Regions from separate parts of the Mus musculus genome. Here region 1 is linked to region 2. Evidence: chromatin contacts called from public Hi-C data. All regions are on one chromosome and are shown on one strand. The core of a region is the stretch at or near the end of the contact, and the rest is flanking DNA. Distances in the headings are between cores, read along the strand shown. Region 1 has its middle 15 kb from the start of Gm25716. Region 2 has its middle 26 kb from the start of 4930556J02Rik.

The links. A called contact is a pair of places that touch in the nucleus more often than the background predicts.
Region 1: a Hi-C map of bone marrow-derived macrophages shows a contact between it and region 2, with 32 read pairs. The contact joins two enhancer-like sites. A contact is called at or near these places in 2 of 15 datasets of contacts at CTCF or cohesin (the NIH/3T3 cell line and large pre-B cells), 63 of 484 Hi-C or Micro-C datasets (the 3T3-L1 cell line, the 63-12 cell line, the AML12 cell line and 41 more), 11 of 115 datasets of contacts at active chromatin or transcription factors (CD8 T cells, the HPC-7 cell line, bone marrow-derived macrophages and 4 more) and 2 of 9 other capture datasets (adipose tissue and liver).

The regions. Positions count from the first base shown.
Region 1 is chr14:61,326,722-61,329,421 of GRCm38.p6, reverse strand. No RefSeq gene overlaps it. Among named protein-coding and RNA genes, the nearest start is that of Gm25716, 15 kb to the left of the region's middle. Within about 2 kb of position 1,356, at least 164 of the 459 cell types and tissues checked have an H3K27ac peak or open chromatin away from gene starts, as enhancers often do. A contact at or near this core is called in CD8 T cells, bone marrow-derived macrophages and regulatory T cells, where this site is marked.
Region 2 is chr14:61,517,587-61,520,286 of GRCm38.p6, reverse strand. No RefSeq gene overlaps it. Among named protein-coding and RNA genes, the nearest start is that of 4930556J02Rik, 26 kb to the right of the region's middle. Within about 2 kb of position 1,381, at least 82 of the 459 cell types and tissues checked have an H3K27ac peak or open chromatin away from gene starts, as enhancers often do. A contact at or near this core is called in CD8 T cells, bone marrow-derived macrophages and regulatory T cells, where this site is marked.

The DNA.
Region 1 (2,700 bases), core at 107-2,606, 190 kb after region 2:
GACCATAGGGAGAAAGCACGAGCCTGTGATCATGTGTTGAAGGCCCTGAAGGGTCCCATTGACTACCTTGCTCACTTTGTGTTCTCTACAAAATACCTGGGTGGCTTCTACATTTCTATCCAACGGATACACTCCAAAATAGCCAACGGACAAAGATCTTGAGTTCTTATGCCAGGGTAGGAAAATAAGGTTGAGGGGAAATATAAAGGGATGAGGATAAGGTTTTTTTTTGTTTTGTTTTGTTTTGTTTGCTTGTTTGTTTTTTGTTTTTCGAGACAAGGTTTCTCTGTGTAGCCCTGGCTGTCCTGGAACTCACTCTGTAGACCAGGCTTGGCCTCAAACTCAGAAATCTGCCTGCCTCTGCCTCCCAAGTGCTGGTATCAAAGGCATGCGCCACCACTGCCCGGCGAGGATAAGGTTTTAATTGTGGGATAATCAATAGGACAGTGAATTTTAGTAACATGGAGTGAAAGCATGCTGAGTTCACAGGGCTAGGACAGAAGTTGCTGGAACCCATTGGTGGAAAGCCAGCAGCCCTTCAGAGAGGGCCATGTTAGAGAGCAGAAAATGTGAACAGGGAAATCTGGGGGTCAGGCTGAGAGATGCTCAGCATTAGGAGAACACGCGGCTTTGGTTAAGCCACTTTCTGTGGGTGTGCTGAGGATCCACGAACACGTTCCCATGCTTCTGGGACAGGCACTTTACCCACTGAGCCATCTTGCCAGCCCCCTTTGGTAGCTTCTTTGAGGAGTCTGTCCTTTGAGGAGTCAGACAAGTGGGACTTCCCGCAACTGGATGGAGAAGTGTCAGTCCCAGGAAACCCCACTAGAGGCCCACAGAACCTGAAGGGAAAGCCCTGAAGGAAGGGAGTGGGAGACAGGCGCTTCATACCCCACACCGGCTCCTTTACAGCCATCCCCATCATTTCCAGGCTGGTGGAGGGCTCTGTGGGTTTAATCTTGGTTTGGGGTGGGTCTGTGAGCATCACAGTTCTGTGAGGTCTCTGGACCCCACCTCCCTGCTGGATGGCTGCGGATTTCACAGCCAGCTGTCTCTCTTTGTAGTCCTATACGATTCCCCTCATCTTGTCTCAAACCTCACAGTATTTGTTGGCGTTGAAGCCTGAATTAGACCCCAGCAGCTGGAGAGAGTGTTCGTGATTGGTGGTGAAGGCATCAGAATACAGATCTGGGGATGCAGCACCGAGGCTGGCAGAGCGCTTGCTCAGCACCGGAACTAAACAGTAGATTCCTTTCCTGCTAATGCCAGTCACCACGCCTCCGCTAGACAGTGCTGTCAGCTCTCCGGCGCAGTGTTCTGCTCGCTATGGAGTCTTGTGCGCATGCTCAACACTGCATCCTGTCCACCCCTGACTGCCAAGTCTTTCGGTGTCTATTTCCATCCTCCTATCAAAGGCTCTGATGGGTCCTGCAGTGGGGAAAAAAATCTTGCTAGAGCCTGGAACCTGCCTCCCAGTCACCCACATCCGTCAGGGCTGCTTTACAGGTTACACGGAACCAGGACACTGGCACCTCATGAGGGTGTCACCTGCTTTGACTTGTGGCTGCCCTCTACCCCAGATGGACTGACTCCTGCTGACATGGAACTTGAGCCCATCTCTTCCTGAGCCAGCCCAGTCTGGCCCGTCTGCTCAGCCTGTACCCACTCCACACCCCACACCGGCTGCCATTCAGTCCCCACTGGTTTGCTATGGCTGCAGGGAATCAGAGTCCCTTAAATGTCCACATTTACAGCCATCATCACTGTCACTCCGCAGAGGGATGCCCTGAGGCCCTGCTCACCTTACAGCTGAGGATCCCCCTCCCCCTCCCCTCCCATCCCCCACCCCCTGCACTGTGGCTCCTAGCTTGTTACTTGGAAGAACAAGAGTTAACTCTCATCCCTCCTGTAACAGACACTTTCTTTTTCCCCTTCTCCCAAAATAGGCATCTGGTTAAATGAGTACTTAGTGTTTATGTTCTTAGGACTATGCAAATGTTGTTTACAACTGAGCTATTTAGGGTAGTGGGGTTACATTTCTCTTTAGTACAGTCCCCCCCCCCCCAGGTTATAATTTCTCTCTTTTTTCCTGCTTAGTTTTCTACCTACTTATCAATAATGCCACTCCAAACTCTATTAAAACTGAAACCTTGGGGCTGGTGAGATGGCTCAGCGGGTAAATCCTAGCAACCGCGTGGTGACTCACAACTACTCATAATGAGATCTGACGCCCTCTTCTGGTGCGTCTGAAGACAGCTACAGTGATAATAATGAGCGAGTGAGGCCAACCTGAGAGAGCAGAGGTCCTAAATTCAATTCCCAACAACCAGATGAAGGCTCACAACTATCTGTACAGCTACAGTGTGTACTCATATACATAAAATAAATAAATCTTAAAAAACTAAATACCTGAAACCTTGGACGGAGGGAGGAGGCACTTTGGGGAAATGTCACCTGAGTTAGTTGCTCGCTCTGACTTACAACCGTATCTCTTGGGATACTGAGGCGGCAGGTGCTATAGAATGGGGAGGGCTGGGGAGACAGCTGGCTCTGTGGTTAGAGCTCTGGCTACTCATCTCACTCAGTATCCAGGTTCGGTTCCCAGCACCCACATGACAGCTCACAACTCCAGTCCCACAGGGCCTGGTGCTCTCTTGTAGCCTCTGTGGGTACAAGTCATGTGTGTATAAGTCCATACAT
Region 2 (2,700 bases), core at 132-2,631:
GCTGGCGGATTTCTGAGTTCGAGGCCAGCCTGGTTTACAGAGTGAGTTCCAGGACAGCCAGGGCTACACAGAGAAACCCTGTCTCACCCCCCACCCCCCAAAAAAGAACACCATAGGGACCTCATCCCCACTGGGCAGCCCTTTCTGAGCAGGGTATCTTGGATATGTGGGGAAAGGGTGTTAGGTTGGCCCACAGTGCTGTTGTTGGTTGTCAGCCATGATGCATAGAGCCAAAAATTAACCCATGCATGAGGGTTAGAAAACACATGTCTGTGATAAATTCCAAGTAGAAATAAATGTTCACAAAAGTTAATAGTCTCACATATTCTCATTTATACACTCTCACATATTCTCATGTATACATGTACATTCTCATACGCACACACATATATGCACATATGTGTATATGTATGTATGTATAATCTGCACTATATGGATATATTCCAGGGAACCATAACTAAGGGAACCCTGTGATGGGTAATCTTGATCATCACTTATATTGGATTAAACCAACATAATTATCAAATATGCCTGTGGGCCTGTCTGTGAGACCATATTTACAGACAGCTAGAGCATAAGGGTTCTGAGCAAAATCAGGGATTAACTACTTGATGGATTCATAACATGGCAGCATTCTTAGAAAACAGTAGAGGCAGGAATGAGGTCTAGCCAGAAGAACAGGACCTCTAGGGGCGTGTCCGTCTTAGGGTTTCATGACTGTGAACAGACACCATGACCAAGACAACTCTCATAAAGGGAAACATTTAATGGGTCTGGCTCAGAATTTCAGAGGTTCAATCCATTATCATCATGGCAGGAAACATGGCAGTGTGCAGACAGGCATGGTACTGGAGAAGCCCAGAGTTCTACATCTTTATCCAAAGGTAGCCTGGAGAGAGGACTCTCTTCACAGGCAGCTGAAAGAAGTTCTTATCCCCACTGGGTAGAGCTTGAACATAGGACCTCAAAACCCACCCCATAGTGACTCACTTCCTCCAAAAAGTCTACACCTACTCCAACAAGGACACACCACGTCCTTGGGCACTGCACAGCCACTTTTCATGGGCAAGCACATTCAAACCACCAGTGTCCTCGGGGCTCTTTCTTACTCTGGCCCCTTCCTACATTCCTCTCTCCTGCCTTCTAGCAGCCGCAGTGGGAGCCACTGCAAACGTCCCATCACCATCACCATCACCATCACTATCACCACACGCACACACACACACACACACACACACACACACACACACTCGCTGTCGGGAAAGCATGATCACAGTAAAGCCGTCTTCCTCTTGTTTCTGCCAACTGTGTGGTCACAGGGATGAGCAGGGTGAGTAACACAATCCTCCCCCAGATGAACGTCCCTGCTTCAAAATCTCCCATGACCACTCCACCACCACCCAACACAAGAGGAAGTAAGGCAGGAAAGCTGGGGCAGACACAGCCATTTGCTGCTTGTGGCTAAGTCTTATTTTTGTACATTTTTACCCAGACATGTGACCTGTGGTTATGTTGACAGAGTGCTCACAGACCTGAAAAGGCCTGGGTGAGCAATGGCTGCAGAGTCTCAGACTCATGAGACTTCAGTCATCAATCAGAGGAATAAAAAAGTTTAATAAGCCGGGCATGGTGGTGCATGCCTTTAATCCCAGCACTTGGGAGGCAGAGGCAGGTGGATTTCTGAGTTCAAGGCCAGCCTGGTCTACAAAGTGAGTTCCAGAACAGCCAGGGCTATACAGAGCAACCCTGTCTCGAAAAACCAAAAAGAAAGAAAGGAGGAAAGAAAAGAAAAGAAAAGAAGAGAAGAGAAGAGAAGAGAAGAGAAGAGAAGAGAAAAGAAAAGAAAAGAAAAGAGAAAAAAGAAAAGAAAATAAAAGAAAAAAAAGTTTAATAAACTGGAAGGGTGAATGGGCGACCTCTCCATTAAAATTCTCACAGAGACGTGCTTCAGTGGCCTTCGCAGAGTCAGCCCATGGAGGAGAGGGTCCCGCAAATACATTTGCTTTGGGTGACATTAGCTACTTTAAACATCAACCACCTGTGAGGTTATTGCCACAGCTGCTGAACCTGAATTTCATCCGTTCCAGGCTTCACCCAATTGATAGGAAATTCCAAAGGCTGAAGAAGACACCCCTCACCCTCCACCCCCAGCCAGAGAGGAAGGACCAGATCTGCAGACTCCCGTCCCCAGGAGTCTGGCACAACACATCTCCACGAGCAAGGCAAAACAGCTAAACAGAGACAAGAGATGCAGAAGCAGAGTCCCAGGCGACTGAGAGTCTATAGCTCTGCCGTGACAGCGCTTATTCCAGCCTCCATGTCTACAGCTCTGCCGTGACAGCGCTTATTCCAGCCTCCATGTCTATAGCTCTGCCATGACAGCGCTTATTCCAGCCTCCATGTCTACAGCTCTGCCGTGACAGCGCTTATTCCAGCCTCCATGTCTATAGCTCTGCCGTGACAGCGCTTATTCCAGCCTCCATGTCTACAGCTCTGCCGTGACAGCGCTTATTCCAGCCTCCATGTCTACAAGCTCTGCCGTGACAGCGCTTATTCCAGCCTCCATGTCTACAGCTCTGCCGTGACAGCGCTTATTCCAGCCTCCATGTCTACAGCTCTGCCGTGACAGCGCTTATTCCAGCCTCCATGTCTACAGCTCTGCCGTGACAGCACTTATTCCAGCCTCCATGTCTACAGCTC